Regions from separate parts of the Triticum aestivum genome. Here region 2 is linked to region 1. A link is a contact called in public Hi-C data. All regions are on one chromosome and are shown on one strand. Each heading gives the region's core, a stretch centred on a gene start, on an enhancer-like site or on the middle of the called end of the contact. The rest is flanking DNA. Distances are from core to core; before and after follow the strand shown. Region 1 holds the start of LOC123102106 (heavy metal-associated isoprenylated plant protein 35). Region 2 has its middle 160 kb from the start of LOC123102106.

Region 1 (6,271 bases), core at 2,881-5,380:
CTCCTCCGGCGCCGCATCCTGCTTTGCCTCGACCTCTGCCTCCGCCTCCTCCTTGCCCGACTCCAGCGAGTCCAGAGGCAGGCCGGTTTTGATTCGAGCTTCGTGCCACGCCTGAATCTTCTCAAATAGCTCAAGGCGCCGCTTCCGACGTGAGCATGGCGTATGTCGTCGCCTTCTGTCGGGTCATAGCTATCGGCGGACGGCGAGTGAATATAGGGGTGACGACATGAATAGGAGATGGATGGAAATGGATGCGGCTAGGGTTGGGGGTCGCTGTCCGGCTTAAATAGCCGGACTTTGGCCCTCGAACGGTGAGCTGGAACGGTGCCACGCGGAGGCATGAATACGTCCACACCCGCCCCGGAGGAGAAGCCCGTCAAACTGATGGGTTTCTGTGTGGGAACCCGCTGTCAACCCAACATGGTGGACCCACCTGGCGCGCCCAGCCATCCCATATCCGTTTCAGATTTGGATTGGATATGAGAGGTGTCGGTTGCTTCGAGTGTGTAGGAGCGACATGAGGAGCCCGTCCATCTCAGTTTTTCTTAGCGTCTGGCGGATGTAGATGCTCTAACCGAAACCAAGATGATTCGTGCATCGGAGGCCCGGAATGGCGCCGGTGGAGCATGTGATGGTTTTTTTAACACGGTACAGACGCAAGCGCTCACATACACACGCATACACTCATTCCTATGAATGCACACCCTACCTCTATGAGCACCTTCGAAAGACTGAGCCGGCATATCATCTCGAAATTTATAAAATCGCAGTAGGCATCTCGTTGTAGACGGAAACGTCTCCTTTCATTGAATGCGCATCACCGAAAATTCTAAATAAATCGAGAAATAAATGCGAGCATCAGGATTTAAACCCTGATGGGCTGAGAATACCACAATACCTCTAACCATTCAACCACATCGATTCACGAGCATGTGGTGGCTGGCATGATGCAAGCCACGGAAAGTGAAGAAAAAGAATGAGATTGCTTCCAAGGATCTTCTTTGCCATTCCAGCAGCAGCTTCAACATTTTTCGAGTTTCTCGGGGAGCGGATTTGACCTGACTCGTTTGCGCGGGCGGCCCAAGGAAACTGACGCTATGACACGTAGAGTGTTGTACGTACATATATACACGAGAGCGTCCATTTTCCATGGGTGTGACAGTGAGAGAAAAATCAAGGGGAGCGCGCGCAGAAAAAGAAGACGGAGAGGTGAAATTGGAAAGAAAGTTGCGTCCATTCCATCCCAGGAAACATGCATGGTGGCCGAGCCTATTGCGCCAACCACTCGCTGTGCACCCACACCCACACCCATTCAGCGCCAGTGACGACGAGCAGATAAACGCTGTGGAAGGAAGGAAGGAAGCAGTGATGCGTGCCGAATGTGCACCGAAACGGGATGGATTCAGTGGCCCCATGGCTCGGATTTGCGCTTGTCCGCGTGCCACGATCAGAATCCAGACGGCGTTGAACCGAACGATGCTCGTGGACGACGATGATGATGATGAACTGGGTGGGTAGCGGTGGACGCTCTTTCGCTACCTGAACCGCTGTCCAGGCATTATGTATGCAATGTTTTGGCGCTATTTGTACTATTAGATGGATGGAGAGCATCTTCGTGCAAGACATTTCGCATATCACATTTTATTTCGCCCCAAAATAAAATGCAGAAAAATATATCAAAACTTGCGAAATGTAAGGGACCTTTCGCTAGCTGTTCGGTGCTCGGCATGCCATGTGCACCATCTGTCCTGCATCTCTCTCTCTATACCTCCATGCATTGTCCTAATCCGTCCCCAGTGGCTAACTAACAACGAAGCAAGGCACGATTTGTCCACCACCTTTCCATTATTATATATATGGTACCCCCGCAACCCACAATAATGAAACCAGATTAGCTGACTCTAATGAGCATAACAGTATCTTATTACTGTACCAGCATTATATATAAATCATGCATGATCACCCAGGCTGAGATCAGCATGGGTAAATCAAATCATTAACATGTGGGCAAGCACAGCCCTCTTGCTTATATTCAAGAGCCTTCAAACAAACCGGCCAGCACCACACCATTCGGCATGAGCGACCGATGAGCTATATGAAAAGGCTTCAGACAAACCGGCCAGCTTGGCCTCACCCCGAGCACCAACCTAAACAAGTTGGGCTGCTGAGCCATCACACTAATTAATTAAACATCATTATCGTGCTAAACTTGATCGGTGGCAAAGGGAAGGTGATTGGGCCTCATCGATCGTCAGAGGCTGCTCGGGAGCTGGCCACAAGAATCGGCAAGGATATCCTCTAGACATGCATGATTGGATTGGAGCACAGACCACGACCTTTCTACTACTCCCTCCGTCCGTCCAGTGATATAAGAGCGTTTTTGACACTACAATAGTGTCAAAAACGCATATTACGGGACTGAGTAATTAATTCCTCTAGAGAAGATTCTTTAGATGTATAATATATAATCCGTGTTATCTTTTATGTTTCTCTCTCTCATGTCTTTTTAGATTATACAAAATGCTAGTGGTACTAGTAGGGTGGAAGATCTCATTGATGCTACTACTACATGTAAAGGTTCTCTCATTACAATTACATGCTCTATTTAGAACAGTAATAGTAGCAATAATAGAAGAAGAAATTAAAGAGGAAGAAGAAGAAAAAGAAAAAGGATTGGTCAAGGAGAGCTTTGACCTCCCAATCGAAGAGAGTAACAAGCTACTGTCTCTACCTACAACCAGAGAGGTCTCTATTACGATACGATTATGAGGCCGCCTCTGGCTACTTTTCCGGCGGTGGCCGGAGCCGCCATCGATCACATGACGCTGCACGAGTTGGGGTTCTCGTCGTCGAACAGGCGGTACGAGTCCTGGAGCGGCGGCAGGGGTGGCGGCGCCGCGTGCGTCCCGGGCGGGCTGTAGTAGTCCTGGTAGTAGGACTCCGGCGACGCGTGCGGGTACGGCATGTAGAGGTAGGACGGCGACCATTGCTGCATTGGCTGCGCCTGCTGGGAGTAGGCCTGCTGCGCCGGCGCCGGTGGGTGCTGCATCATGGAGGAGGAGGAGTACCCGGCCTGCTGCTGCTGCAGCGAGTAGCCCTGCTCCGGCCGCGGCGCGTAGTGGGACACGCTCGCTCTCGGCTGCGCCATGTTGTAGCTCATCACCGGCTGCGGCGCGCCGTACGGGTTGAATTCGTGGTGCGCGTGCATCGGCGCATGGGACAGGGACCTATCGGCGTCCTTGGGCTTGCTCTGTTTCTTCTTCGCCTCGGCCTCGTCATTGCCGCCGGCCTCCTTTGCGGCGGCAGCGGGCTCACTCGCGGGCTCGGCGCCCTTTGCCTTGGGCTCGCCCTCGCCGCCGTCTTGCTTTGCCTCGTCGCTTGGTTTTGCCTCCTCCTCTTTGTCAGCCTTCTTCTCAGATTCTGCTTCCTTCTCCGCCTCAGGCTTCTTCTCGGGGGCCGTCTCCTGCTCCGGCTTCTTGTCCGAGCTGTCGGCCTGCGGCTCCTTCACAGGCTCCGCCGGCTTCTTGTCGGCCACAGCAGCATCCTTGCTGCCGTCCCCGGCCGGCGCGGGGGCGTCGGCTGGGGCTGGCGGCGCAGGGTCGGGATTCTTGGCAGGCGTGTGTTGCCATGGCAGGGCCTGCTTGCCCGACTTGTGCAGCCGCTTGATGAGCGTCTCGGCGTCCACGGTGCCGGTCACCATCACCTTGTGCAGCTGGGCATCCACCTTCACGTCCTGCACGCCTGAGCACCCCAACCAAAACGCGCGACGACCACTTAGTAAGCTAATTAAGCCGAAAATGCAGCGGCGGGAGGAGAATTAAGGAGGGCGACGCTGGTACCTTCGACGCTCTTGAGCACCTTCCGGACCTTCTTCTTGCAGCCATGGCAGTGGATGGTCACCCTCAGCACGAAGGTCTGGAGATCCATGGTGTGGGAGTGCGCTCTGGGGACTGGTCACCGTCGTCTCGCTTCTTGGTTAGGGAGCAGGATGAGGATGGGGGGGCGCTCGAGTCTGTGGCTCTCCTCTCAGGACGCTGGGAGCTCAGGGGAGGCAGCAGATGCGGTGCTCAACTTATAGAGGTGGACGCGGGGATGGAGTACGACCACATGGCCGCTGACATGTGGGCCGGCCGGGTGCTCTGCTGCGGCGGCCGTATTGTTAGTACCCAGGCGGCGGCGGCGTATCCGTTCCGTTCCTAGGTATCCGTTCCGGCGGCCGTATTGTTGGGAGCATGATATTTGAGAGTGATTTTGATGACAATTTATGTTGGTCGGTCGAGCACGGCAACTCCACTGCACTTCTGTTTTTCATCAAAATTTATCGTACTGACATCCACGCGATAACTAAAGTTGCCATCAAAACGCTCTTCAATGATTATGATCGCTCTGTAGCATATGTGTAATTTTTAAAATATGTCTTTGGATGAAGCCAATCTGCCGGTGCAAATATAGCAAATTCGGACACTATTGACCGTTGGATATCATCTGCACAACAACAAATTCTGCCACATGTACTATTGAAAATATTTCATGGTTGAGCTTAATCACAATAAACAAACCCCAAAACACAAGGGTTTCTCGTTTGTTCTAAAACCTTTCATGCTTTAACTATTCATATATTTCTCTTCTGAATGAAATGACACTCTTTTTTACTTCACGATTTACAATGCATCATACACAGAAACATCAAAATGCATGCAATTCTTCTTTGTTTTAGAATTTTTCATACTTAAATTTTACAAAAATAAATCTTCTAACTGAATTGCAATTTCTTTTCTACTTTACGATTTACCGTACAATGCACAATGTGCACAAATTCTCACATCACAAACCTCCCCATTTGTTCTAAACTCTTCCATCCCTAAAGACAATTATCTTGGGTATATTTCACATGAGTTTCATGTAGCACTGATGCAGAAAAAGCCTAGTAGTGGTGTGGCAAAAAGAGCCTTGGTGGCGTTGGCACCCAACACCACCAATATAGCGTGAGTGATAATTTTTACTGATGGCGTTTGTGCGCACATGAGCAATAACTATGTGCTAATGGCGTGCCACGTGTCCAACACAACTAGAAATATATATCACCAATGACATGCCATGTTGGCGCAACACCACCAATTTCATATTGTGCGTATAAAAATTAGCTAAGCATATAACATTAACAACTAAGCTAGTGGAAGTCATCTTCTGCTCGCGAGCTCATTTGAGCTCGCGATGAATAGTAAAATCCAAAAAAAATGTAAAATATTTCAAAAAAATGTGAACATTTTTGGTGGAAACATTCACAAAATGTTTTCGAAAATAACACTTTTGGAGGATCATTTTTTTGTATGACTTCCACGAATGTTATTTCGTGATGAAATTTTGTGAGCACTGAGAACTTTTGTCAATGCTTGCACCAAAAAAGTCAGAAGTTTTTTTAATTTTTTTCGGATTTTACTGTTCACTCGAGCTCATTTGAGCTTGAGCTAAAAAACACCATGTCCCTAAGCTCGGTACTTCATTGATGACCCCACAAGTATAGGGGTCCAAATAGTCTTTGAGGGAAGTATTTGATTCAAATTAATTGATTCGACACAAGGTAAGACAAAGAATATTTATAAGCCTTAGCAGCTCAGTTGTCAATTCAACCACACCTGTGAATCACTTCCTTGCAGCAGTTTAGTAGTAGCACAACAATATGGTAGCAATGATAGCAATAGTAACGGTACAAGTAGCACTTGTGTAGCAAGCAGAGTAACTTGAACAAAGGCAATTGTATTAAAGTGTAGGCATGGAGTAGCGATGGATGTTTAGATGAGATTCAGTATGTAACTGCCACAACCTAGAGCGATACATGATACATCTGCAACCTATCAATAATTTTTTATTGTTTCATGCTATTATAGTATACCAAGGGTGCTTGACAATTTTCATGCGAAGCGGGATAACAGTGTTTAAACAAAATTAAGTGCAACACTTGAAGATAACATTTGGCATTTGACTTTTTTTGCACAGCGCAAAATGCCTAAGCTTTCCCTTAAATTTAAAAATCATGATTATTTCTCTAGATGTTCTTGTTAGTATACCAAGGGTGCTTCATAATTTTCATGTGAAGCGGGATAGCGGTGTTTAAAGAAAATTAAGTGCAACACTTGGAGGTAACATTTGGCGTTTGACTTTTTTTTGCACAGTACAAGATGCTTAAGCTTTCCCCTAAAATTGCAGGTAGCATTTGAGTGATGCCCATCCATGTTTTCTCAAATTCTTTTGACATTTGCAAAAAGCATTT
Region 2 (6,622 bases), core at 2,275-4,774, 160 kb before region 1:
GCTTTCCACCTTATGAACAAGTTCTGTCAAGATGTAGATGGTCAGGAGGTGCGAGCCCATCAAAGATTATGTTCAAGGCAACAACTTGGATCTGAATCTCTATTGCTACGTAAATATGTGGTTTGTGCCAAGAAAATTCAGTTAGCCGTACGATTCTATTTTTGGTGTTCGTTTCTATTAAAAGTTAAAACCGCAAGTCAAATATGTTTCTTACCGGAGTCAATTGCATGAACATTGAACATGTCAAAACTGAACAGTGTACATGGTGAGCGTGGAGAGAAAACCATCCAGATACTAGTCTGCCAGCCAGTCCAGGTTCTGAGTGGGGCAAGCGGGAGTGCGAGTGGTAAGCATCAGACTATCACCATTATATTCTGAGCAGTCCATAGGAAAGTAATTAGTTTATATGTGGTTCTTTTTTTAATTAAATGAAATTGTAGTTGTCTTAAGTCCTGTATAAAAACCCATTAGGCTGCAACCACCATTACTGATCAATGCAAGAGTTTTAGTTTCTTGGCAGATTTGTGTAGCTCTTATGTCGGGAAGAAGAGGATGGTTGTTTTGTTGGTAGTTATATTTTTTCTAACACTGACAAGAGTTCATGATCTCCGAGGAGGAGCACACCAGCGCCATTAAGTAGGAAATTAGCAAAGTTGCTAAGATCGGAGAATAGCTTGACATTTATGTGCTTCTTCATGGACAGCCTGAGGTCAACATCCTTCTATTAATGATGTTCAGTGTTAACAAGACTTTGTGCCATGCTAGAGAAAATCAATGTTATTTTCTTATAATTGACAATGTTCGATTTCACATTTAAGTGGGTTGATATGTATTCAATAGAGGAACGATATGGTTGAGTATTTCGGTGAGCAACTCACTAGTTTTGCATTCACTGCCCATGGGTGGGTGCAAACTTTTGGATCAAGGCGTGTCAAGACATCAATTATCTATGTTGACGTGAGGCACTTCAACCCCATGACAGTATTCTGGTCCAAGAGCCAAGTCCGGTATGAGACTGAGGAGAGCTGCGAGGTAGGCATGGTACACTGGTGACTGCCAGAGGAGGTTGTGCAGCAGTTGTGGTTGGGGCGGACACCATCATGGTACTAGAAGGGTTGTGCGTGCTTTGCTGTGCCGTTGATGTTATTGAATTTTTATAATTTATTTGCTTCATCTATTTTAAAATATTTTTGAAAAGTCAAACCTCTGTAAGTTTGACCACATTTCAGTAGAAACATATCAATATCCATAATATCAAATATGGCTTTTTCATTCATAATGAATGAATTTTCATATTTTATTTATCTAATATTATGTATGTAGATATTTTTGGCTCTAGACTTGATCAAAGTTAAAGAAATTTGACTTTTTAATAAACTAATACCTTATATTTGGGAATGAAGTGAGTATTTGGTTTGGTTAGTGGGGAAGACGATGGAGTGTATTTTACTTTTTATTCATATAACGCGGTGTTTTGCTGGGCCTTTCGCGGTATGATTTTGTGTTGCCTGCTAATCAACTCATAATTATATGGAGGAATTTTCTACGGTGATGGCTGCATGTACTATATTGGAGCTAAAGTATCACATGTACTATAGGGGAAATTATGAACCAAATCCAATTGAATTTCTGAATGCAATGAGAGAGCTCTAAAATTAGAGAGCATAGTGAATTAAAATAATTAAGTGAGAGATTGCTGATCCGGTCAAAATCGATGACCCAATTTTATATTGATGACCTCAATTGAATGAGATGCCTTCATTTCTAGGGAGTTTAGTGTTATAGAGGATGCGCATGGTTGGTGGATTCTTCCTTGGACTCTGAGGTTCGTATCGGCAGCTTCAAGGGAAAATACCCTTTGGAACAAGGTGGTAATTACACCTGGTTACGTATTTAATTTTTTTAAAATTCAGAAAAAGTCAAAACGTACCAAAACTTTTTCATAACAAACATCTGGGTGCTGGGTGCTGGCGGCGACGACCCCGGCCTGCTGCAGCGTGGCCGGCGGGGCTTAACGGGCCCGTTTCGGGCCTGGCCGGGCCAGGGGTGGCCTGGTATGCCCTGCTGCCGTGTCCGGACCGCGACCGCGACGGTGCCGGTGGCCCGAGCCTCTCGCACGACTACGGTGGAGGTGATTCCCTCCCGCTTGGCTTCGGTGTTGCTGCTCCCATCGCTTAGCACTGCTCTCCGGTCTTTCTTGGCCTCGTGGTGGTGCTCACCGTGAGACAACGTGGGTTGCGGCGCAACCACGATGGCGCATGGTGTTGGGCGGTGGTTTGGCTGGACGGCTCCGGTTGGGTAGTGCGGTTTGAAGTGCGGGAGAAATCCTTGCCGGTTCGTCTGGCTCCGATGCGGTGACACCGGCGGGTGCCACCATTCCTTCCTGGAGGGTGTCGGTGGTAGCCATACCCCACTTCCCTCCACGTGTCGGGGGAAACCCTGGGACTCGTCTGGGCAGCAGCGTCGTCGGCGTCGCATGCCTTCTTGGAGATGCTGCTTGGTACGCGGCGGATCGAAGCCGCAGGTTGTGGTAGTTTGATTCCGGAGGGCGCAGCGGTGGCGGGTCATCCACGCTTTGTCGATCTTCCGTTGTTGGCATTTGTTTTTTCTTCTTCTTTCTCTTTTGGACTTCATGTGCTACTTTCTAGCAATGCTATGTGTTCGATGTTGATTGCTTTGGAATAGAAAGCGGGGGCAAACCCTTTTTGGATAAAAGGCAATCACAGTTCTTTTATTCTAATTAATTGTGTTATGAATAAATACATAATTCTCATCATCAAAGTCTTTATTCTAACCTTGAGGTAGGATGATTCATACAAGTGGAACTGTGAGCTCTAATGCAATGTTAAAAAAAAGGAGAGGACTTTGTGATTTCTGATCCATGGCATTGCTAACTTGTTTTAGGGATTGTTGAATTTTTCATAACTTAGAGGGAGTGGATGACAATGCTGCAAGCCATTAGAAGTTAGGGACGATGGGAATGGCTATGGCAATTTGGCGACTTAGACAAAAGGCATGTGGATTTTTAGCAAGGTGAAAATGTAATAGCTGAAGCAGAGCGACTCATGATATATTCATTTTTTTGTCCGTAGGTCAGGGATGATAGAAACTAGTATGTAGGTCAGGGATGATGCGAATAACTACGACAATTTTACGAACTTGAAGAAAACATAGGAGGATTTATAGCGCGGTAACAAATGACTCAATGACTGAAGCGTTGAAGCTGAATGGCCTTGTGATAAATCGCTGCCACGGGCATTCAACTAGTTTTAATTCTGCTCCAAGAAACCCGAGCCCCATTGGCGAGCTCCTGTTAACCATCAATTTCCTGAGCCAAAGCAGCAGTGCTGCAATAAGATACTCAGTAAACAAAGCGTGGTCGCATCGCCGGGGCCCAGGAGTTAAGTTTGACAAGCCGCCGGCGGCGGCGGCTGGAAAGGTCGCCGGTTCCTGGCCATCCTGGAAGGTGGTTCTATCTGCGGCCCTAGCTAGGAGTAGGACCAACCATGGTCGCTGATGGTAAGAGCATCTACAACACGCGGACCGACGGGCGTAAGCAGTGAGCCGTGCACGCAACATCATGCCTTCTCTGCAGACTACAACATCTCGCTCGTTGATCAAGTCGTGGCTTTCTAGGCCCAACGTCAAAATTGCATAATGGTAGTAGTAAAATCTTCCCATCAGTTCCTGATCTTGCTTTGCTTATGGACTAAGACTCGTGAAGACAGCTAGGAAGAAGGGAGCAGGCTCACAAAACAAAACCCTGGCAAGATCTCTTTCTAAAAGGTCCTTTTGCGAATTTAATTGTTAAGGCAGGGAGAAGAAAGAAAGAAAGGTCCATCTATCCCATTCCCGTCCATCGTGGCCGCCAGTCATGGATCGGAGGCCGGTGGCTCGCTATCGCCGCCTACACGGCTCCATGTCAGCCCGGCGCCTCTTTCAGGTGTACCACTTCTTGTTCTGGAATATGCACGCACGCCCATCCATCTCAAGATTCATCTCTGAAAGGATCTCCTACCAAACCGTCCAGCCCCCAAACTCTTTTTCATTCTCCTCGTTCGTCCTCGTCTTCTATTTTCCATTCGGAAAATAGATACATCTTACCTGCTGCTTCATCTCTATGACCCCTGTAGTACTTGGTTAGGTAAGACTTGAGTTATATATACCTGTTTCAGAAAGAAGAAACATTTGTGGCGTGTAAGGCGTCTGCGACAGGGATGCCACGTACGGGTCTTCTTCTAGCAGATTGCGAGGTTTCGGCTTTTTTCGGAGCCACAGAATTGCGAGTGATCATCGCTTTAGTTAGTACGTACTTAGTACAAATAAAAGCTGGTGCAGAAAGCTAAGTATGTGCATTTGGGAGGGACCAGCCGGTTAAGTATATGGCAAATCATTCTGGCCAATGTCCCTACGCATCAAAACTCTTCTTCTTAATTAATGAAAAAGGCAAAGTTTTTGCCGCCGTTTCAAAAAAAAAAAAAACTCTACCTCTAAAAAAAGAAGCTCTTCCTCTTTGTTCTTCTTCTCCTTGACAGCTAGTAGACCAGCACAGGTCCAAAATCATGTGATTTCAGCGTTTGGTCAGCTGTAGCTTTTCATCCTGTACTGGTACTCTACTCACTTGGGAGTCATACTTTGATGGGGTGTTGTTTGGCGCACTACGGCTAGGAGATAGCTCCGGCTGAATCAAAAGGAAGTCATGAAACTTAATCATGAAAGTTGTGACAGATTTGTTTCAATCATCAGAAATGTAAAAGGAAGTTGCGAGAGATTGTTCCATTTGCTACGGCTACTCTCTTTGCCCCGTTTCCATTTCCATGCAAGACAATAATATGAGATCGACACGTGAACTTTGGCCTAGTTCCAACTTCCAACGCACATTTTTCATGATTTCAAACTACTAGCTAGTTCTTGGACTGGACGGTCACGGAGCCCTGGAAAAGGCGTGTGCCAACTAACAGTCATGGAGCGAACCTAGCAGTCGTTAGACCATGCCAAACCGCTAATACCTTGAATGATGATGATGCTATTGTTCCTCGTTGTATATTCTTCTTCTTCTCTTTTTTTCTTGGTAGCTATGAGCACCTAGAGCCGAACTTGGTAAATCTAACCCCTATACAATGTGCAGACCCAGCTGCGGGCAGTAACCATTCACCCCTATTTTTTCTCCGTTGCATTCAACTACCTCATATTAAATACCTAAAATCCATATAAAGCATGCAAAATAAAATTGATGTACTACATAGGTAATCTAAGCTAGCCTACAGTACTCATCATCGTCAAAGATGCCAACGACCTCCATGCCGGAACATACGTCCATGATTCACTTGATAAGCAAAGCAAAGTTGAGTGCAGACATTCTAGTACAGGAGGAGCATCAGACACTTGTACCGCAGCGCAGAGGTCAAATACTATCATGTAGTACTCCTACAAGATGGATCATAGCCATACACATGTTGCTGCACCGCAATGAAATGAACGACCGGACGTCTGAAGCTGATGGCAACAAACAGGCGTGCTACTGCTATATATGCTCCTTGGCAAGCAAATTCAGAGGCTTCACTTTCTCCACTTATTAACTTGCCATGATCAAGTCCTAACCCCACTACCGGTGGCCGGCCTTTCGGGTATCCATCCACGCGCAACCTCCGATTGGCTACAAGCATCCAGGACATAAATATAAATTAGTATGAAAATTCGGTTAAAATTATGCATGTGTCAGCGATGCAAAGCCCAAGTTTAATTCTGCTTTGCTTGTGGACGAAGACTCGTGAAGACAGCTAGGAAGAAGGGAGCAGGCTCACAAAACAAAACCCCGGCAAGATCTCTTTCTAAAAGGTCCTTTTGCGAATTTAATTGTTAAGGCAGGGAGAAGAAAGAAAGTCAGGTCCATCCCATTCCCGTCCATCGTGGCCGCCAGTCATGGATCGGAGGCCGGTGGCTCGCTATCGCCGCCTACACGGCTCCATGTCAGCCCGGCGCCTCTTTCAGTCGACACTTACCACTTCATGTTCTGGAATATGCATGCACGCCCATCCATCTCATGATCTCAAGATTAATCTCTGAAAGGATCTCCTACCAAAACTTCCAGCCCCCAAACTCATTCTCATTCTCCTCGTCTTCTATTTTCCATTCGAAAAATAGATACATCTTACCTGCTGCTTCATCTCTATGACCCCTCTAGTACTTGGTTAGGTAAGACTTGGGTTATATATTTTTCATAATGTGAAAAGAAGAAGAAGAAAAGAACTTGACGGTTTCTTGCTTCAGAGCATTTTCAACAAGTGAGACAGTGATGCTTCTAACAAGGACTCGGTATTTTCCAATCCAGTCAAATAAAAGCCGGATGCGTCGCCCTCTCTGATGTTGGAAATGCGAGCACGCTGCTTCTTTCGCGCCCTCTCTAACACAGCCAGGCTCGTGACCCGCCTCTTCAGCCTAATCAGGAGGTCCTGCTCATCATGGAGAGCGGGCGAGATTCTTGAGCAATGTAAAGCTGAAGGATGATCAGCAAGGCCGCATGAAGATGAAGCTTGTGTAAATATATTTGGGAAGCGTAGAACTCTTTGCTCGGGCCGCACTTGTATTTATATGGGCAATGCCGTGGCTTACAAGATGAAAA

The links. Hi-C and Micro-C count contacts between places; a contact is called where the count stands out from the background.
Region 2: a Hi-C map of leaf shows a contact between it and region 1, with 5 times the contacts expected there. The contact joins the enhancer-like site here to the promoter of LOC123102106 in region 1. A contact is called at or near these places in 1 of 5 Hi-C or Micro-C datasets (leaf) and 1 of 1 datasets of contacts at active chromatin or transcription factors (leaf).

Annotation. Positions count from the first base shown.
Region 1 is chr5A:30,162,505-30,168,775 of IWGSC CS RefSeq v2.1, reverse strand. It overlaps LOC123102106 (heavy metal-associated isoprenylated plant protein 35), which reads right to left and starts at 4,130. Exons shown (of 2, transcript XM_044523387.1): 1 at 3,840-4,130; 2 at 2,534-3,741. The coding sequence starts at 3,927. The coding sequence ends at 2,816.
Region 2 is chr5A:30,322,578-30,329,199 of IWGSC CS RefSeq v2.1, reverse strand. No RefSeq gene overlaps it. Among protein-coding and RNA genes, the nearest start is that of LOC123102106, 160 kb to the right of the region's middle. Within about 2 kb of position 3,524, at least 3 of the 8 cell types and tissues checked have an H3K27ac peak or open chromatin away from gene starts, as enhancers often do. A contact at or near this core is called in leaf, where this site is marked.